Linked DNA regions of Mus musculus: regions 1, 2, 3, 4, 6 and 7 are each linked to region 5. Evidence: chromatin contacts called from public HiChIP or PLAC-seq data. All regions are on one chromosome and are shown on one strand. Each heading gives the region's core, a stretch centred on a gene start, on an enhancer-like site or on the middle of the called end of the contact. The rest is flanking DNA. Distances are from core to core; before and after follow the strand shown. Region 1 overlaps Lrrfip1 (leucine rich repeat (in FLII) interacting protein 1). Region 2 holds the start of Mlph (melanophilin). Region 3 overlaps Lrrfip1 (leucine rich repeat (in FLII) interacting protein 1). Region 4 holds the start of Prlh (prolactin releasing hormone). Region 5 has its middle 15 kb from the start of Gm35242. Region 6 overlaps Gm35381 (a long non-coding RNA gene). Region 7 holds the start of Ackr3 (atypical chemokine receptor 3).

Region 1 (2,700 bases), core at 141-2,640, 440 kb before region 5:
GGACAGTGAGACATGAAGTGCAGCTGACCCCCAGAACTAGCAGAGCAGCAAAACACCCTGGGAATTTTGGCAGATTGCTAGGGCTGGGTCTGGGGCTCAGTATGGAATACCTAGCATATATGAGAACCCGGGTTCAATCCCCATTGCTGCCAAAAGGAAAAAGAGAAAGAAAAAAAGAGCAAAGGACTGTGGGAAAATCAGGGTGAGGGGATAGTAGAGAAGCCTAGAGCATGGGGAGCAGTCTTGGAGGGGGTGCTCCCATAGGACTCTTGGCTCGGCAGATGACAAGAGCTACCCTCTGTAACCCTAAGAAACAGCAGCCTCCAGCCACAGAACTATCTACCTCTCCATGCAACTACTCTGTGGCTCCCACAGTCAATGGGAAGGGTTAGCAGGGCCCTGCACACAGTAGGCCCACAAGTGTCTACTGAACGAGCAGAAATGTTTCACAGAGAAAATGATAGCAGGAGGTCTGAGAAATAGCTGGGACTTGGTTATTAAAATAAAAATTAAATATTCAGTCCAAATAAATTGGCCCAGTTTGTACGATGCAGCCACGTTAGCCGAGGAGCTCAAGTTGGGATGGTTCCCTGGGCCTGGGCGGGGCCCGCTCAGAGGTGCGTGACAGTGGCCTACAAAGCAGTAGGCTCTTTTCCTATTTTCCATTTGTGGGCCCAGATATTTGTCTCTGGTGAGTTTCCTGAAGATGTTTCCTGGTGGGAGCAGCCAGACAGGTGTTTACCTGGCCTGACTCCCCTTAGGCCCACATGACCCTCGGCCAAGAGACCAGGAGAGGGAGGCACGTCAGTTAACTCGAGGGGCTGTGAATCACAGTTCATGTGGTAAAGCCCAAATAATTAACGCAGAACCCAGGACCACTTATTTTCTGATTTTTGAAAAATAAACCTGCTCAGAAGGGAGACAGATGCTAGGAAAACACTGACCCCAAGCTTTTCCCAGAGAACTAAAAGAAAAAAAACACACATAAGGCCAGGTGGTGGTGGCATCCGCTTCTAATTGCAGTACTTGGGAGGCAAAGAGGCAGGGGGATCTCTGTGAATTTGAGGCCAGCCTAATCTACAGAGGTAGTCCCAGGACAGCCAAGGCTACATAGAAAGACCTTGTCTCAACAAACAAACAAAAACCACACAAAAGTACCAACTTCTAAATGTAAAATCACAAAGACTAAACACATTACACTTTTGAAATTTTTTCATTTGTATTTGTAACCGGAAAGAAAAAAATGAGTCATTTTCCAATACTGGGTTACTTTTCTGCTCATAGCTTAGCATAAAGGAGACGCTTGCCAAACCTATCTAAAGGTCACTCTGTAATCACCACAGGGTAGGGGTGAGGTCCCTCCCTGTGGTGACTGCCCTGACTGCCTTCCCCACACTGGGGCTCTGGTTACCCCTTTTAGGCTGTGGCTCCCAACACTCTACAGCTACCCACACGCTATCTCCAAGTTTCCTTCCCCAAATCAAGTCTGGCCACATCCCCTCTTCTGCTGATATATTTCCTCCTGGGATGGCAAAGCCCCCAGGCCGAGGATGGTGAACATCTTAAGCTGTGGATCCGCCACCCCTACAGTACACGTGACAGGTTTGGGACTTGCTGATCTGGAGGAGGAACCTGCTGGTCTTAAGAGAATTTGGAATCCCAAGCTTCCATCTGAAGTTACACAGACAATGAGCATCAGCTGGGGTCCATTAACAGAACCAGAACCTGTACATGGAGGACGACTCCAGCAGCTGGTCTCAAATCTGCATGGCCAAGCTCAGTAGCATGTGGCTGAAGCAAATACTCCCCCAGAGGGATCATTTATCAGTTACAGGAAAGGTTGTGAAGAAGCCAGGACCCTAACGTACTTACAGAGCCCACACGCTGGCTGTTGGAACAAAATTCTGACTCAAGGTTTTAAAAACCCACAGTAGACAAGATGAAGGGTTGAAGGTACTGATGACCACCCCGGTCCCCTAGAACACATTTATTTGTTCCTGTGGCTACTTATTCCAAAGTTTACACTAACCATTGATAGATACTAATAAGCCTCAAAGCAATTTTGTTTTTAAAGGAAAGAAGTTGACCAATTAAATTAAAAGAAAATCATTTTGGTCTTTTCTGGTTCTAAGAGGATCCAGACCCTACTCCCCCGCCCCCCAACGCCCTGTTAGAAGCCCAAACCCAATCCTCTCAAGCTCCTCTCAGCTAGAAAGCTGTCCTAGGAACTACGACTAAAGGGCAAGCTCTCAGGCTGCGAGCATCTCTCTGGCTCCATTAGGTCTCCAGTTGGACAGCCATGCCTAGCATCTGTGCTAAGTGCACACCAGGGCTAACCTGGAACAGATGTCCAGCATTCATGCTGTGTGCACTCTGGGGCTAATCTGGAACAAGAACTACAAGGAGCACACGCATTCCAAGCTGGAGCAACACTAAGGTGACAATGACGAGAGCAGGTGCCCAACAGCAGCAGGTACGCTGTCTTCACAGTCCTGAAAGAGAAAGAGCCAACCTCGGAACACTCAGCCCCCATTACCTCTTTCTGCTGCCGTTCCAGCTCCTTCATCCGGATCTCTCGAGCCTCGGCTCGGGCTGCACGCTTCGCTGCGAGCCTGGCCTCCGCCTGAAACAGACCCAGAAACCTTGTTAGAGAACAGACCAGGCAACTTCCGGGCATGTAGTTAATGACACAGTAGAGAG
Region 2 (2,700 bases), core at 201-2,700, 280 kb before region 5:
CCTAAAAGGTGCTTTGACTGCATGGCCAGCACACATGGCCGTCCTGCATCCATACTGAAGGAAGGGAACGGTATCATTAGCCTACAGGCTCTGGTGTCCTCTTTACCCTTTCCTTACCTCCCCCCTCTCCCAGTTCCCCCTCCTTGACCTCCCCCTCCCCCAGTGTCCCTCTCCAACCTCCCTCCTCCTCTAGTTCTCAGCAGCTTTTCAGAGTCACTAATGCATCAGGATGACCCACCAGCTTCTCATGCTTGTGCCTGGACCAGGTTCCAAGTCCTGTGAGGCACCTGCCCTGGTACCCACTTTGGAGATGGGGCACTGATGCTGGGTGAGATGGAAGAACTCACCTCCCCACCTTGCCTGGTGATGCTCTAAGAAGTGACACCTTGGAGACCTGGGCCCGGAGGGGTGATGCTCGTGGCCAGGAAAGCTGTTGCTGTGTCTTACTAAGGCCTTGTAATCAGTTGGGAGATGGGTGTGTGTTAAATGACACACATCTGGGCCAGGGAGCCATCAGGCTCAGGGGTTCACCAACTTCAATGCCCAGCTACCCCTGGTCTTTAGCCCATCCCTTTTCCTGAGACTTGTGCCCTGGGTATCTAGGGGAGTCTTGTACCCTGGTTATTACTCAAAGCCCTCAGAAGGAAACAAGAGCAATCCTTGTGGCATAGAAACAGAACAGACAACAGCACCAACTCATTTCCGATGAAAGCAAAGAACTGTGTTTTTAGTTCAGGTCAGTAGGACATAGGTGTGTGCTCTGTGAAATCTTCCTGCATCTGTGAGACTCAGCTCTCTCCCAGGCTTGGACACAGTGGGGTGACACTCGAGGTGTTAACACATTTCCTCTCACATCTTCATAATAAGAAGGAGGGCCTAGAGGACCTATGGTCCAACAACAACAACAACAACAACAACAACAACAACAACAACATGATTCCACTAAGTCCGGAGGAGGGCAGGTGCCTCCTTCATGCACCTATCTGCTTTCTTCTTGCTCCCAGAAGACAGCCAAGAGGAAGCCAAGAGGGCAGCCAAGAGGAAGTTTCTGTACAAATAGCCTCTCACCCTGGGCTCCGGTCCAAGTCTCCCGAAGGCACCAGCTTTTAGCTCAAAGGAAGCTTTTAATTAAAACCAACTGTTTAGCCCCAAATGGGCTCCCCAAGGATTTCGCCCATTGTGTTTAAGGCATCCAGAAGAAGCCCAGAGTTCAGAAGTAAGGTGTCGCTGCACCCTCCCTGAGCCAGATTCCCTCTTCTGGGAGTTCTGCAAGCCCCAGGTCCTTGGTGCACTCACCAGCCTCTCTCCTGGGAATGCCCAGCCTGTAGCTCTGGCTCGGTGGGTCCTGGCCTCTGCTCCTTTCTCTTAGCTCCTGAGAGAGAAACCCCAGGCACCGAGCGAGGCCAGTGTCAGGGTGCACTGAGCTAGACAGAGCTGTGTGCGGGGATCCAGGCAGCTGTGGCGCCGGTCCTGCCCAACTTGCGGCTCAGATCACGTGGGCTACTCCTGACCCGCCCAGCTCCGGGATCGACGTGCACCCCAGGGTGCCTGGACAGGCCAAGAGCAGAGCGGACTCCAGTGGCCCTCCTGGGAGGCGCTGAAGTGGGTATGGAGGACAGAGGCACCTTGTCCCCAAGCCGGTTGAGAGCAGAACACGCGTTGGAGTTGTGCGCTCATTTCCACCACTGGGTTCTGGTCCCCCATAGGAGGGATCTGCTGGCAAACCGCATCCTCTGAGAACACGGCACCTCCGCAAATATCCATTTTAACTCTTTACTTAGCTTCACAGACAGGGAAACTGAGGAAAAGCGCCCTACCCAAAGTCACCAACTTCTTAGTGAGACTGTGAGCCCAGGTTTCCAGCTGGAGTCGCTGTCCCCCAGGCCCTCAGATGGACTCACAAGCGGCCCCCCCCCCCCAGTCCGGCCAAGGCCTTGACTATTGAAAACAGTCCAGTAGGTCTGTGGTCTGAGAAGCTCCACCCAGAGATCTGCCCTGGATGTTGAAAGAACATAACCTCCCCCCATGCCGCAGCATAAGAGCACCCTGACCCCTTCCCTATGGCTATATTAAAAAACCAACCAAACAAAAATTCACTTAGCCAAGTGTGTGCTAGTTCACACCCAAAATCCCAACACTTGGGAGGCTGAAGCAGGAGGATTGCTGAAAGTTTCAGACCAACCTGTTTTAGTATTGAGTTCCAGCCAGGCCAGCCTGAGCTACAGAGAGAGGCCTCTACTCTTTGAGGACAACTTTTACAACTCAGTGCTGGCATCTGCAACATAGAGACAGGGCCGTAAACAATAACTAGCTCCAGGGTGGACAGATGTGATAGTAGCATTTATTCCCTGTCAGCAGGAGAGGAAAGGGAACCTTAGAAGACATGCTTTGGGTCATCTGCAGATGTGTGTGTGTGCGCGCGCGCGCGTGCGCGCGTGTGTGTGTGTGTGTGTGTGTGTGTGTGTGTGTGTGTGTGACTGAATATGTGATTGTGTGTGTGCATATGACTGAGTATGTGACTCTCTCTGTGTGTGCATATGACTATGTGATTCTCTGTGTATGTGTGCATGACTGAGTGTGTGAGTCTCTCTGTGTGTGCATATGACTGTGTATGTGATTGTGTGTGTGTGTGTGTGTGTGCATATGACTGTGTATGTGATTATGTGTGTGTGTGTGTGTGTGTGTGTGCATATGACTGAG
Region 3 (2,700 bases), core at 68-2,567, 460 kb before region 5:
ACAGTCTGCCATAGAGGGGGCACCAGGGCAGGAACTTGGAGGTAGGAACCATGGCTAGCTTTTTTATAAAACCCAGGACTGTCTAGGGATGGTATCGCCTACAGTAGGCAGCACCCCCTACAGCAATTAAAATCATCTTTTACAGACCAACATGGTAAAGACAATTACTCCATTGAGACTCTGGTTTCAGGTGATTCTAGGCTGTGCTGACAGTTAACACTAATTAGGATGGAAAGGCTAAGTGGAGGTGGGGACGGAGTTACAGAAGAATGGGAGTGGAGTGGGGAGTGGTGCTGGAATGAGGTGGAACTCCGTCCCCTGCCACTTACATTCGGGCTGATGCATCTTGGCTCTCCTAAGAATTGTATCATTGGGAGCCCCAAACCTTTAGTCTTAGCCCTTGCAGTAGCCTATGGACACAGAGGTATATTCACGTTTTTAAAGGGGAATGAACCATCACTTCCTTTGTTTGGTGACTTTTACTCTTCGGTTGCACCACCCTGCCCCCAGTGTGTAGCACTGCCTCACTTCCTGTCTGACAGATGCAAGATGCAAAGCCTTGAGGGCTGCAGCTGACTTTTGCATTTTCTTCTGTCTTTGGCTCCTGGTAATTACTCCTGGTGAAATACTAAGCCGGGGGTATTTTCCAAGAACCAATATGGACACCAAAAACTATGTCCTATTATGGCTGGGGCAGCTCAAACCAAGCAAAAACATATGCCTTTCAGGGGGCTACTTCATCTGAAGGAGTTTATTTCTGCCTACTTGCCCCAAGTCAGGAGCAGGAGCTGTGACGTGGTGTTAACTCCATCTTTTAACCCCTGCCTTGCTGCACATCCTACTGCATGGGTCTCCCACAGAGGCCAGGATGGAGAGGTCACTGTATCCTTGTTTGTTCCAAGGACAGAGGGTGACAAACCCAGCATCTTGGTGCCTAAAAAAGCATAAAGAAAGAATAGAATCAGCCCTGTTGTTTCTAAGATTCAGGTCCAGCATTAACATAATGCTTTTCTGTGTCCCAGGGCTATGTATGCACTGGGAAGGTGGGTGTGCAATTTGGATCGGCTTTTAACAAAGTGTCAATGAAGCATGTCCAGCTTTGCTGGTGGGAAGAAACCCAGAAGCTCCTGTTCAGACTTGTGGGTCTTCCTGCCTGAGAGGGAGGAGTAGTCAGGAGCAGGCCTGGGAGAGGGACCTGGCAAAGGCTAGTGACCCTCCCACTGACTGAAGAATTTCCTGGAGGCTGCCCTGCATTTGCAGAGGGGTCACTGCACCTGAGAACCATACCCAGGAGGCTCCCCAGTTAGTGTGGAGGTACCTGGCTGTTGTGAGGTGCCAGGTTGAGTTGGGAGGCCAGCCAGTTTTCCACACATCTTTGCGCTGACCTTTGCTCACTAAATGACAACAGAAATAATGATCGAAAGATCTTTAGGGCAACAAATAAACAAACAGGTGACTGGAGAAGGGGAGGGGGGACATCTACTGATTATCTCTGCAACAGACTTAGCAGCCTTCACCGGAGGGAATACAGAGCTCTGCTGGATTGATGCATTTCTCACAGTAGCACAGAAGGGAAAGTATGACCACACCTCCAGTTCCCCACATCACAGAGATCACTTCTCTTGCCTCACAGGCTGCAGAGACCAAGACATACAATGCATGCCTCTGTGAGGAAATAACAGCCAAACTTGTTTCATGTGTGTAAATTTTCCACAGATCTGGAAAGTGCACACACAACAAAAGGATCCGAATCTGACTTCAGTCTTTCCAGTCACAGAAACCATGAACATTCCCACATCATGACCTCATCTTGATACTTAAATAAATCCAAGGGCCACGCCTAGTGATGACAAATCAGCCACCCCAGACAGTCATTGCTGGGGCAGCGGGGTGGGGTGGGGTGGGGTGGGGTGGGGTGGAGGAGGTGTTGTTAAGAATCTTTGAAAGTAAAGCTACAAACTTCTTTTGATTGCAAACACTCCACTTATTCCTCAAGTGTACAGTTGACTATTACGCACAAGAAAGAGGATTCTACACTAAAACAAATCCAATGAGCTCATCTATGCAAGTGCTGTATCTTGGGTCTGCTGCATTCTGGGATGCAGGAACCAATCCTGGGCAGTATAGTGTTCAGGAACTGAGTTCTAAACTATGTATTTATGTCTGAGCCCAGCAAAAGAGATTGGCCTGGACTGTCTGCACTTTCCACTCATGGCTTTCAAAATGTGGGCCTCCCTCCACCCACACTGATGCTATAGCCTGGGTGTGTCTCCCTACCACAGCCAAAACTGTCTGGTCAGGTGTGGTGCATATGATACACCTGTAGCCTCAGCACTTGGGATGTGGAAGCAGTCGGGATAGGAATTCAAAGATATCTTCAACTATATAGTGAATTCAAGGCCATTTGGGGATAGAAGAAAAAAACCAAGGGGCTGGGGAGGTGGCTCAGTTGGTAAAGTATTTGCTATGAGGCATGATGAGGACCTGAGTTTAATCTCTAGCAACACATTTTAAAAAGAAGAAGAGGGACGAGGAGAAGGAAGAAGAAGAGGAGGAAGAAGAGAAGAAAGAGGAAGAGGAGAGAGAGGAGGAAGAGGGAAGAAGAGGAGGAAGAAGAGGAAGAGGAGGAGGAGCAGGAGGAGGAGGAAGAGGAGGAGGGTGGGGGAAGAAGAGTAGGAGGAGGAAGCGGCAGCAGTAGAG
Region 4 (2,700 bases), core at 31-2,530, 320 kb before region 5:
CCCCATTTCTGGGCAGTGATGTGGTTTTGGGGAACAGGAATTTATAGGAACACTGAATCAACATTCCCTTCCCCCACTGCAGGGTCTTAAGGGACCAGGACAACCTCTGTGGGGCCTGGTAATGAGCGATCTCAGTTGTTCTATTGGGGGCAGGTGGGAGCCTCTTCTTTCCAAAGAGGTTACTGGGTTCTGAGCTTCTTTCATGGTTACCCTCCCCAGAGAGAAAGCACCTTCCGGTTTGTTACCACATAGTTACAAGTGTACAATAAACAAAGCCAGCACTTTTATTAGATCAGAGGGAAAACCGGAAAGGGAGGGTGGAGGAGGCTCTGCGGGGGGACAGGGAGGGTGGGCTTGGGCTCAGCATCACTGTCTTCATGAGCTGTGAGAGAACTTGGCACTTCCATCCAGTGGGAAGCAGCTTAGCCGGCACCGCAGGCCAGGTCCGGTGACATCCCTCAGGGCTGCCCTCCTCCTCCCGAAGCGGCCCACAGGCCTGATCCCACGACCCGTGTACCAGGCAGGATTGATGTCAGGGGCTGGAAAGGAAAGAGTCAGAGCAGCGTATGGGACACGGGAGCCCCTAAGCTGATGGAAACCTGGGCACCAGGCCATGTTGGCACCCACCCTGATTACACTGGCTGGGCATATCTGGGCAGTGGTGTGGCTTTAGGGAATTTATTTAGACATATGCCAGGATCAGTATTCTCTTCCTGTCTGACTGTCATCCTCCAAAGTCTTAAGGGACCCCACAAAGATGGGTTAGGGGAATGATGAGGACAGGAAACAGGACCATTCTGGGGAGATCTTAACAGGACCAATCTCCCAACTGACTGCATGGTAAGGTAGCTTTTGCTTAGATCCCAGAGGCTCTCAACCTGTGGGTTGTGTCCCTTTTGTTTGGGGGGAAGGGCGCATATCAGACATCCTGCATTTCAGATATTAACATTATGATCCATAACAGTAGCAAAACTTACAACTATGAAAACAGCATCACAATAATTTTCTGGCTGGGGGTCACCACAACATAAGGATCTGTATTAAAAGTTCTGTATTAGGAAGGTTGGAAACCACTGGCTTAGGAGATGGCTAACCTCCCATTCAGGGGCTGGGTACTCAAGGCATTTGGGAAGCATATGGATGGGAGGTGACAGTGGCTGTCCTCCATATGCCAGGCACTCACTGCGGGTCTCCATGGAGTGCTGGTGGGCTCGGCTGGAAGCTCCTGGGAGGACTAAGCCTAGCAGCAGCAAGCACAGAAGCCAGGTCCTCGGTGCCATGCTTCCGGCTTCCTGGATGATGCCCTGGAGATTGGATCCTGAAGCCTGGGGGTAGAGATGCAGAGTACGTTGTATGCACAAAGCCAGGAGGGACCCTAGGTTGTTTGTACAGATGTACGTGTGTGTGTGGTGCGTGTCCGTGCCTATGAGGTGTGCAAATGCATATGTTTAGTGCACATAGCTACAATTATCAGGGGAGAGGTGTGAGCTGTGCACAGGTGGCTGTCTTGGGACATCCTTGGGTCTGTCTGTCCATCTGTGTCAAGAGCTGGGAGGTAGACACCCAGGCCTTGGTGGGAAGCAGATTTATGGGCAGCCTTGTGGTCAGCAGAGGTGGAGAACAATTTGCCCAACCTCAGAGGTAGCTAGGAGTTGGAACATATTGGAACCTCAGTGCCCAGGCTTTCCTCACACTTTGTCTGGGATCTCCTGACACTGAGAGCCAGGCAGGCAATGGAGGACACTTAGCATCCCACATCCCCAGAGAGCTCACACCTCACAGCCTCTACAATAACCCAGGACTTTAGACTCAGTTTGCTGAGACTCCAGAATGGGCCTCTCCTCACAGAGTCCCCCTGAATGACATGGGAAGGCTGCCGCCACTGTGTATGGGAACTGGTACCCTGCTGATGGAGTGTTCTGACCTACCACATAGCATCCACCTGTGATACTTCCTGCAGGGGACCCTTTTCTTCCTACCCCTGACATTTCAGGTCCTATTAGAAGATGCTCAAGGAAGACCCCCCCCCAGCTGACTTTGACGCTCCAGCTTCTCCTTGTCCACACAGCGCTGTCCATCAGAGCTCTTTAAATGCCCACCCTCTCCTCCTCCTCCTCCTGGGATGTCCCACACAGTGAAGGGGAACCCTAACTAGAGGAATGGAGGAGCCACCATGAATCATTGTAAAGACTGCACCCACTCAGGCTGGGTGATGGGGACTGAGAATGCTAACTGATCCTGAGTTCTGAGCCTTTCTGGAGGGTGCCTTCTGGGCTTTGCTTGAGGTGTCCCACTGAGGGCCACCTTCACCTGCCCTCCATCATGGACAGCCCTTGAGTGTCAGAGACCCCAGAATGGTGTGTGGTCCTAGACCACAGACCACAGGTAGTTCTCTCTGCTTGTCCTGCTTGGTGCCCGCACTTGGCTGCCCAGTAAGCCTGGCAGAGAAAACACTTGTGGAGAAGCTGGAAGTCACAGCAACACCCAGCCCTCTCCAGCACTGCCAAGTTACTCACCCTCTCTCTGTCCCTTGAGTGTGGCGATAAGGCTGCCTGGGCGTGAGGTGAGGTCTGCCTGCCTGCTTATCTTTTATAGGCCAACAAGGAGGCAAAGGACGCCCCCAGACCCCTCCTTGAGATGGCGTCTTTGCTTATAGCCTGCAGTTTCCACTACGTCTCTTCTCTCATCATCTCATCAAGA
Region 5 (2,700 bases), core at 171-2,670:
GGAGGGCAAAGTCACCCTGGTTATGGAGGACTACTTTAGGTAGAAGGAAGGCTGTGGACAGATGCTCAGCTCTGCTGGAACACCCATGATGGACTCACAGAGTATCTAGGATGCTTTCTTCAGGAGTTGTGCAGGCAGGTGAGGGCCAGGCAGGATATCTCATATTCCTGCTTCCTGTGCCTTCAGATCACCTGCAAGCCCCACCCAGAACTGAAGACAGGGCTTCCTGTGAAATTCACCCAAAATACAGTATGTTTTTCTTAATCTCTTTAAAAATTTTGTGAGACTACTTAGAATTAAGGAGATCAAGAATGCTAGAATCCAACGGAAGTAATGTAGAGTTCTAGCCACGCTGGTTCCAGCTGGAAAAGACCAGCTTTCTGACCTCTGAGTTTGGTGGTCAGGTATGAAAGTGTGGGAACATGGAGCATGGGCTCTTGAGGAGGAGGAAGAAGGAGGAGGAGGAGGAGGAGGAGGAGGAGGAGGAGGAGGAGGAGGAGGAGGATAAAAGGACAGGGTAAGAGAGAGAGAAGGGAGGAAGAGGGAAAGAGTGGAGAGGAGAGAGAAGATGGGGAGAGGGAGGAGGGGAAGGAAGAGGAGGATACACTGCAGTTCAGCACAGACACAGCTAGGCTTCCAGCTCACACCCATGATCTGTCTTGGGCTGTCAGGCTTTCTGTACCTCCCTTAACACATGCTGTGTCCCCACCTCACCACAGAGGACAAGAATGTCAACAAGGAGTGGCCAGTTCCCTCATTGCTGCCTCTGTTCTATTTGTCCTCAGGACCTGGGCAGTGCTGAGCCTTGTGCCCAGCTGAGAGCAGAACTTGAGACTCTTGTAAACATCTCCTGAGGTAACAGAGGACAGCCCAAGTAAACCAGTAGGCGGGGTCCACAGAAGAAGACTCTGTGGAACCTTAGGGCCAGACCCAGGAGGGCGAGGTGGGTGGAGGAGGCAACCAAGGTGGTCTGTGGAACCAGGCCAGTGTGCTAGCTAGGGCTGCAGAAGTGACGTCATCAGGTGTCAATGGAAGGAGCCTGTTTCAGAGCCTCTCCCAGAGCAAGCACTTGAGGGAGGGTAATATAGGGTGAGGGAAACAGGGATTCATGAGTGTCTTCATACAAGTGTGCCTAACACAGGCTGTCTTACACATACACATGTACAGAGAGTCTCATACACACGCACTCTCATGAACATATAATTCTCCCCATTCATTCATATACACATGCACATTGGCTTACACACACACACACACACACACACACACACACACACACTCCGTCAGTCAGACATCTGCTTTGCCTTTACGGAGACCACAGAATACTCATGTCCCTCTGCAGTTTCCCATCTGTGAGAAGTGCCAGCTTCCAGTCACCCCCATGACTCAGGTCTCCAGAAGGAGGTGCCGTGTGGTTTGGCTCAGATCTGCCCAAATGTTGAGGCCACCTCACCCTGCCTTGAGTCACAGGCTCCTTGTTTGTTCAACCTTCAACAGGCTGGCCTTGTTTCAGGTGCTTTCTTGGGCAGCAGAAGACAGGAAGGGAGCAGGGAGCCACCAAAAGCAAAAGCAGAGGAATTCTTGACAGGTAGTGAAGAGGGAGGGTGGGGCCAGGGATACCCAGTGGGGCACCTTGTGCCCTGCCTGTGGACCTCTGCTGCCCTCTGCAGATCAGGGGAGCCCAGGCATCTTGAGTCTGGCTAACCCTTGAGGCCCCCATCGGAGGCCTGGAATACCTGACTGTAGAGGAGGGTGGGTCTCCAGGCTGGGGAGCCATTGCTACTGACAGATTTCGGTAGGATGGGTGTCATGTCCTTTACAGAAAATACGACCACACCAGATCCTCATGCATGAGCACTGCTGAGTAGACCAAGTAGAAAAGCATCACTGGAGATGGTATGGTGTGTGTGTGTGTGTGTGTGTGTAAGACCCCATGCTAATCCATGTGTGGAAACCAGACATTAGCACTGAGGTCGTCTTCTATCACTCTCTGCCTTACTTTTTGAGACTGTGTCTTTCAGTGGCCCTGGACCTCACTGACTGGCTAGATGAGCTGCTGGTGAGACCCCAGCACCCTCCTGTCTCCTTTCTGTCTGTGGAATTACTGGGTGGTCCCTGAGTCTGGCTGAGGCGCATGCTTGCGTGGGGTGTCTTCCTAACCCCGGCTTATAGAAGGCATTTTTAAAGGTAACTTGACACCTGGACAGGTAAATGTCTGGGAGAAAGGGAGATTGCTAGTGATGGTGTGTGTGTGTGTGTGTGTGTGTGTGTGTGTGTGTGTGTGTGTGTGTGTGTGATATCTGAACAGAAGGAAGCAAGTGCATTGGGGATATGTGGACAGAGTAGTCTAAGTACGCAAAGGTGCAGAGAGTGGAGGGCTCATTACATCCTCTGGTCCCAGGAACCCTGGTCTCTGATTTCAGCTTGGGCAGGCTCAGGCCTGTCAAGGAACGGGGATCCCAGCAGCTTCTGGATCAGCCTTTGTCTCCAGGCAGAGGACCAGACCAAGCTCAGACAGAGGACTACTTCTCCTTCATAACAGCAGTGGTAAATAGGAAGGCCAAATGCTGCTGGTTCTTTGAAAATTATCCCCAAACTAACTTTACCACCGTGTAAGTTACTTTTCTCATGACTGTAACCAAACAAGCCCCTCCACTCCACAGAGAGAGACTGAAGGGAGGAGTGGTTTATTCGGCTCAC
Region 6 (2,700 bases), core at 57-2,556, 260 kb before region 5:
TCACTGGGTATTGCTTCCTCACTGTGGGTGAAATGTCACCAGACCAAACTCTCACAACCACGACTCCCCATCATGATGGGAAACACTCTGAGCTAAAACACACCCCCTCTTCCTTAAGTAATTATTATGAGGTGTTTTGTCACAGCAAGGAGAAAGACAACTGATAAAGGTCTAAGAGAAGGGTACTAAACTCAAGCTAGTGGCAGTGGCTCAGAAGACAGTATGTGCATGTTCTACATCCACATGTCTATCCTTCACTCTGTCTGTCCATCCATCCATCCATCCATCCATCCATCCATCCATCATTAGATCCTCATTACAGAATGCCATAAACCAGGCATGATGATCAGATTAAGAAAAAAAATAGACATGGTTCATCTTTTTGTTATTGCTTTCCTTGAATTCTCTCCTCTGTGCATAAAAGTAGAGGCAACAGGCAATGCCAGTCAAGCTCTGTTCTTGGGCACTATATACTCCAGCGCTTAATAACATCAAGGGCAATAGCACAAGTAGGGACTATTTGCGGGAGAGGTGAGCAAGGCTCAGAGACGGTGAGTGTCTGATCAGAGAGTGACATAGCCTTGGCTTTCATAGTCAGCTTAGGACACCTCTCTCTACTTACCTGCTCCAGGGAACCTGTCCCAAGTTCTATTTACTGAGGTGGGTGGTACAGAGGAACAAGAGAGAATCTCTTGTTTTATTCATGAGCATTAATTTCTCACTGAAGCAATGATTCATATGATGTAGAAGGACTGGGAAGAGTGAAGCAATGATGTCTTTAGTTCCTTGCATAGTGGAGAAAGCTCTCAGTGGGTTAAGTTTACCGCCAGTGAGCAGTTTCTACGGGAAATTCCGTCCCAAACTCCAAACAATTACCTTGGAAACAGCCCTGGAATGGAGCCTGTGTGTAAATCAGAGCATGTGTGACTGTGAAATTTGGTCGTTGTGGACACACCTCCAATGGGGCTGCTTTCCCTCACTCTTGCTTTCTCTCACCTTTCTCTGCATTGTGCTGTGCAAAGACCCTCGGCTTCCTGTTCTAGTAAGCTGGCCAACTCCCTCCCCTAGTCTTGCACACATTTCTGTAACTACCCCCCAGAGGCTTCCTTCATCAAGTAAGGAAAACCGAATTCTGTTTTCCTAAGTGACGGGATGTGTTTATCCAGGGACTCCAAGCGGGCTCCAGTGCCTGGCCAGATGGTTCCAGATACGCTCAGCAGAACGCAAGGCGCAGGCCCCAGGGCTCTCCACAACCATGTGACTCACAGAAGGCCGGTGCCAAAGACGTGCACTGAGTGTCCTGCCCATGCTGGGCTGCACATAGGGTACACACAGGCTTCTGCTCCTTGGCTGCCTTAGGTGGTGCTGGGGCGGGGGAAGGGGAGGGTGTGCTCTTGCTGGAACTGAGATCCACCCTCCCAGGCCAACCGTGACTCATGTCTATTTTTAGTTTACCACTCACCCAGGTGGGCCAGGTTCCATGCTAAGTGCTCTAAATTTTGTATCTCTGTTTTTTTTTTTTTTTTTGTTTTTTGTTTTTTTTTTTTTTACATGGAGTGATCATAGGCTTTGGTGCCCGTATTTCAGCACATGTGCCTCTGGCAAAGGGGAGATTAGCTTTTGGGGACCTAGGGAACTTACGACAGGCATCTGCTGATGGCGTTGTGAGCCTGTTGAGTCCATGAGCTGAGGGGCAGGGTTGGCAACCAGGATCATGTCTGTCACTATGCGCAGTGTGCTTTGCTGGGGTAGACATGACTGATGGGTTTTGACACTCTCCCACTGGCTTGGACATTGCTTTGAAGAAAGGTCATTGGTTAGTAGCCACTCCTGTCTCTGAATCTCTCTCTCTCTCTCTCTCTCTCTCTCTCTCTCTCTCTCTCTCTCTGTGTGTGTGTGTGTGTGTGTGTGTGTGTGGAATGTGGTCAGGTTAGCTGTGCACAGCCCTCTGCTCTCCTGGGTTAATGGGCATCATGTATGATTTATCTGGTATAGAAAATTTACTTAGATCTTTTTATGGCCATATTGTCCAGAATGTGCCAGATTTCCTCAAGTTAAAGCAGGGCCAGGCCTGCTTAGTCTTTGCATGTGAGACACACCTGCTTGCTTGGTTTCAGTTGTTCCCTCCTCCTCCTCTTCCTCCTTTTCTTCTTCCTCTTCCTCCTCTTTTTCCTCTTCCTCCTTTTTCTTCATCTCTTCCACCTCGTTTCTTCCTCCACCTACTCCTTTTGTTTCTCCTCCACTTCCTCTTCCTATCCCTATTCCTCCTCCTCTTCTTCCTCCTCCTACTCATCTTCTTCCTCCTCTTCCTCCTCCTCCTTTCTGAGATATGGTCTCATGTGTCTCAGGCTAGCCTCTACAGCTTTGACCTTCTGGTCCCCCTCCTTGAACCTCCTGAGTGTTAGGATTACAGATTTGCACTACCACACCTGGCTTGATGCTGCAATTTGGATGGGGCTGGGACTTTCTGCCTGTTAGCCAAGCACCCTATTAATAGAATTACATCCCCAGCCCTTGACTTACCAGTTTAGTAGTGTGGATGGATAATCTGACTTAGAATTCCTTAGAGCCAGACTGAGCCAAAAGTGATTTTAAGCCATGTATTTGGGAGGAGGTCTTGGGAAGAGCCTGGTTGGAGCAGCAAGATGTGTGGTGAGTGATCAAGTGGCCTCTGTGGCCTTACTGGGGACCTTGTGATGA
Region 7 (2,700 bases), core at 54-2,553, 430 kb after region 5:
AATCTGCAACGAGCCAGGCACAAAAAAACAGAACCACCCCCATCCCTCCTTTCTGGTCCTATCCATTGAGCTCCACATTCTCCTGAACTAAATAAAGACCACAAAGCCAGCATCTGCTCCTTCAAAGAAAAACAAAGTTTCCATACTGGCCACAGCACAGACTGGGGTCTCAGGGATGCCACTAACCCAAGACACCTTTAAAAAGATGCTTGATCCTACCTCACATCGAAACAATTAATTAATCTGTTTGTGAGCAAATGAATGGAGAGACAGAGAGAGAAAGGGGAAGAGACAGCCAGTCTGCCTTTCACAGTGCCTCATTTTCCTAGTAGCTAGCAGCCAGGAGTCTTGGCTGACCAGGATCCCCTGACCTCAGAGTCTCCCTCACTCCCAGCCACCCAGTGAACCTTTATGCACCCTAACAAAAGTCAGCAACACTCACAGTTCACTTGGAGAGTAGATTTAAATTCAAATACTAGATTTCTTAGTGTCTGCTTTTTTTTTTTTTTGTCCCAATTGAAGTTGGACAACACTTTCTAGGAGAACAATAAATACTCAAAATTAGATTAGCAGGGGTGCCATGAAGAGATAAGATGAAGAGGAGCTAACATTCAATTTACAACTTCCAGAATTCAGGAGCTGTGAATTAATCCATCCCCACCCCCCAGAGCACGGAGTTTAAACTCATCCTAGACTCAGAATGCTCAGCCCAGTTGTCTGGTCCGCTGAAGGATGCCTCTGGGCATATCACATGCCTTTCTGGAAGTGCGCTTGTGGTTTTTACAGCCAATCTGATAACCAGAAGTAGGAGTGGGCAAACAGTGATGCCAAGCTCACCCCTAAGCTGGCTTTGGGCAACCTCAATGGGGCATCCCACATTCTCTGCAAAGTTTCCCTGCTTCCTGGAACTTAAGTACTCACAGAAACAAATCAGAGTCCAGTAGCAAACAAACATACACAGAGGTTTCCCTCCACAAATGACTGAACTCAGATCCCCCAAATCAGGAGCAGTAGCTTGCAATGCAGGCATGCAGCGTGCTTTGAGCTTTCCAATCCGGACCTGCAGGCTCTAAAGCCCCCAGCTCAGGGATCCAAGAGTTCTCAGAAAAAGCCCAGTTCTCGTAAGAACAGGAGTCCTGCCCCTTGCCGTAGTTGCTCGGCAAAGCTGTCGCAGAAGCAAGGCTTTCTTACTTACCTCAGGGCTTCCTGGGCTGTGGTTTGCCTTCCTGACGGTGAGCGCTGCAGGCTCCTTCAGTGCTGAGCAGTTTGTAGCAACTGAGATCTCTCAGGGCTCCGGACTTGCCTTTTATATACACTGCGGGAAAGTGCCTCTAGGTGGCAGTTTTGCAACCCTCGGCTCTCCTCCCGCCCCTCCTCTCCCACCACAGCGCGCAGGCATGCAGGCTTGTACAGGCGCACACGCCCTCCTGTAACCCTCTCTAGGTTGTTGTTTCCTGCACAAACACATTCTTGGGAGCCCTCAGATCCCTCCCTTTGCAAAGGCTAGATCCTATTGGGGGAAATGTCAGCAGAAGAAAAACCAAAAGAAGTCCTAGGACGTTCCAAAATGATAGAATATTGATCCAGTCTCAGGTATAGCTTTTAATAATCCCATGAGCACCGGGAGTTCCTTTGAATGCCTGTAGCTTCAGGGAAGACTTTGTTCCCAAGACAAATTACTCTGAACTTCTGAACTTCGATGTTGGTTTGTCAAGCTTGCTCTTTCTTTGTCGATGCCTCCTGGACAGAAGTCACATTTTGGAAAGGGGACGATTAATCGACCCTGTACCGCCATCACCCAGAAGTGAGGGAAAGTGCCTTTAGGTTGGATCCAGATTCTGCTGGAACTCTTACACAAAGTCCTTAAGGCCCTATTAAGACCGTGTTCCACGGAGTCGAGCAGTGCCAGTCACTGAAAAGGCCTTGTCGCAGGTGAGGTAGAGTCGTCATTGTGAGCTTAGCCAACTTTTATCGCAGTCCTCATCTTTATCAAAATCTACATTCTAATCGCGATGCACATTGCTAAGATTCCCTGTTTTGTTTTTTAAATGTGTCTCTTGCAATTCCCCATTTAGTAAAACTCAAGCACAAAATGACCCAATCTTTACTTTTAAAGCCGCGCCACTGTAACGCCTCCCCAAGTGCCCCCCACCCTCCAAAGGGCTGGTGGTCACTCTGCTCTCATGCCCCCCTGGGCCTCTGAAAGGCAGTTACAGCACCCACAGTTGAGGCGCGGGCTGTACGCAAAATCTGCCTTCACCAACACTTGCCGAGTCTATTTTCTAAGTCTCCGGAGAGTGACTGCTGAACACAGGAACCCGAGAACTTGGGGATCAGAGTCTCACGTAGGCTAGAGAGCTTCGGTCTAGGGAAAAACCTTAACAAAAGAAGTGGTTTGTTTAAACAGCCTTGCACTTTACTCCTGGCGGGGCAGATCCTGCTCAGTGAGCTCCTGAGGAGCACACCTGCTTTCCGGGCTGTGGGAGGGGTGTGTGTCTGCAAGGAGTAGTGTGAGATCTGGTGGGGGGTCATACGGCCTCCTGGGGAGTCTGTGACCTCAATGCAAGGGAGAGGCCCTGAGGCCTGTGGGCGGAGTCTGTGGCCCGGAGATGTGGTCTGTGGTCTCAAGGGTGGATCTGGGTCTAGCTAGAGGTGGGCGGTCCTACAGCCACAAAGACTGGTCTGTGGCCCCAAGGGGAG

Evidence for each region. HiChIP or PLAC-seq counts read pairs in DNA pulled down with a chosen protein or histone mark.
Region 1: a FOXA1 HiChIP or PLAC-seq map of pancreatic cancer cells shows a contact between it and region 5. The contact joins two enhancer-like sites. A contact is called at or near these places in 1 of 484 Hi-C or Micro-C datasets (stem cell-derived neural stem cells) and 2 of 115 datasets of contacts at active chromatin or transcription factors (embryonic stem cells and pancreatic cancer cells).
Region 2: a FOXA1 HiChIP or PLAC-seq map of pancreatic cancer cells shows a contact between it and region 5. The contact joins the promoter of Mlph here to the enhancer-like site in region 5. A contact is called at or near these places in 6 of 39 promoter capture datasets (the 3T3-L1 cell line, the C10 cell line, cranial neural crest and 3 more), 1 of 15 datasets of contacts at CTCF or cohesin (the NIH/3T3 cell line), 16 of 484 Hi-C or Micro-C datasets (3T3-L1-derived adipocytes, the HL-1 cell line, brown adipocytes and 10 more), 9 of 115 datasets of contacts at active chromatin or transcription factors (craniofacial prominence, embryonic basal ganglia, embryonic limb bud and 5 more) and 2 of 9 other capture datasets (adipose tissue and liver).
Region 3: an HNF4G HiChIP or PLAC-seq map of pancreatic cancer cells shows a contact between it and region 5. The contact joins two enhancer-like sites. A contact is called at or near these places in 16 of 484 Hi-C or Micro-C datasets (cerebellum, cerebral cortex, cortical neurons and 9 more) and 1 of 115 datasets of contacts at active chromatin or transcription factors (pancreatic cancer cells).
Region 4: a contact with region 5 is called in a FOXA1 HiChIP or PLAC-seq map of pancreatic cancer cells. The contact joins the promoter of Prlh here to the enhancer-like site in region 5. A contact is called at or near these places in 15 of 39 promoter capture datasets (the 3T3-L1 cell line, the C10 cell line, the HPC-7 cell line and 9 more), 4 of 15 datasets of contacts at CTCF or cohesin (the NIH/3T3 cell line, embryonic stem cells and pro-B cells), 119 of 484 Hi-C or Micro-C datasets (the 63-12 cell line, the AML12 cell line, B cells and 80 more), 12 of 115 datasets of contacts at active chromatin or transcription factors (CD4 single positive thymocytes, the HPC-7 cell line, the NIH/3T3 cell line and 8 more) and 4 of 9 other capture datasets (adipose tissue, embryonic stem cells, liver and 1 more).
Region 6: a contact with region 5 is called in a CTCF HiChIP or PLAC-seq map of the NIH/3T3 cell line, with 7 read pairs. The contact joins two enhancer-like sites. A contact is called at or near these places in 1 of 39 promoter capture datasets (the 3T3-L1 cell line), 1 of 15 datasets of contacts at CTCF or cohesin (the NIH/3T3 cell line), 12 of 484 Hi-C or Micro-C datasets (3T3-L1-derived adipocytes, brown adipocytes, cerebellar granule neurons and 7 more), 4 of 115 datasets of contacts at active chromatin or transcription factors (embryonic fibroblasts and embryonic stem cells) and 1 of 9 other capture datasets (embryonic stem cells).
Region 7: a CTCF HiChIP or PLAC-seq map of the NIH/3T3 cell line shows a contact between it and region 5, with 6 read pairs. The contact joins the promoter of Ackr3 here to the enhancer-like site in region 5. A contact is called at or near these places in 1 of 39 promoter capture datasets (liver), 1 of 15 datasets of contacts at CTCF or cohesin (the NIH/3T3 cell line) and 3 of 115 datasets of contacts at active chromatin or transcription factors (embryonic stem cells, neural tube and pancreatic cancer cells).

The regions. Positions count from the first base shown.
Region 1 is chr1:91,068,486-91,071,185 of GRCm38.p6, reverse strand. Lrrfip1 (leucine rich repeat (in FLII) interacting protein 1) reads right to left here. Exons shown (of 25, transcript NM_001310732.1): 2 at 2,537-2,623. Among named protein-coding and RNA genes, the nearest start is that of Lrrfip1, 16 kb to the right of the region's middle. Within about 2 kb of position 1,390, at least 38 of the 459 cell types and tissues checked have an H3K27ac peak or open chromatin away from gene starts, as enhancers often do. A contact at or near this core is called in pancreatic cancer cells, where this site is marked.
Region 2 is chr1:90,913,850-90,916,549 of GRCm38.p6, reverse strand. Mlph (melanophilin) reads right to left here and starts at 1,450. Exons shown (of 16, transcript NM_053015.3): 1 at 1,297-1,450.
Region 3 is chr1:91,094,493-91,097,192 of GRCm38.p6, reverse strand. The region is part of intron 12 of Lrrfip1 (leucine rich repeat (in FLII) interacting protein 1); the gene reads right to left. Among named protein-coding and RNA genes, the nearest start is that of Lrrfip1, 42 kb to the right of the region's middle. Within about 2 kb of position 1,317, at least 126 of the 459 cell types and tissues checked have an H3K27ac peak or open chromatin away from gene starts, as enhancers often do. A contact at or near this core is called in embryonic fibroblasts and pancreatic cancer cells, where this site is marked.
Region 4 is chr1:90,951,688-90,954,387 of GRCm38.p6, reverse strand. Prlh (prolactin releasing hormone) reads right to left here and starts at 1,280. Exons shown (of 2, transcript NM_001101647.1): 1 at 1,184-1,280; 2 at 376-539. The coding sequence starts at 1,280. The coding sequence ends at 376.
Region 5 is chr1:90,632,576-90,635,275 of GRCm38.p6, reverse strand. No RefSeq gene overlaps it. Among named protein-coding and RNA genes, the nearest start is that of Gm35242, 15 kb to the left of the region's middle. Within about 2 kb of position 1,420, at least 38 of the 459 cell types and tissues checked have an H3K27ac peak or open chromatin away from gene starts, as enhancers often do. A contact at or near this core is called in the C2C12 cell line, the C3H10T1/2 cell line, the HL-1 cell line and 6 more, where this site is marked.
Region 6 is chr1:90,895,492-90,898,191 of GRCm38.p6, reverse strand. All of the region lies in intron 4 of Gm35381 (a long non-coding RNA gene), which reads left to right. Among named protein-coding and RNA genes, the nearest start is that of Gm35381, 12 kb to the left of the region's middle. Within about 2 kb of position 1,306, at least 125 of the 459 cell types and tissues checked have an H3K27ac peak or open chromatin away from gene starts, as enhancers often do. A contact at or near this core is called in the NIH/3T3 cell line, embryonic fibroblasts, muscle stem cells and 1 more, where this site is marked.
Region 7 is chr1:90,202,583-90,205,282 of GRCm38.p6, reverse strand. Ackr3 (atypical chemokine receptor 3) reads right to left here and starts at 1,303. Exons shown (of 2, transcript NM_007722.4): 1 at 1,196-1,303.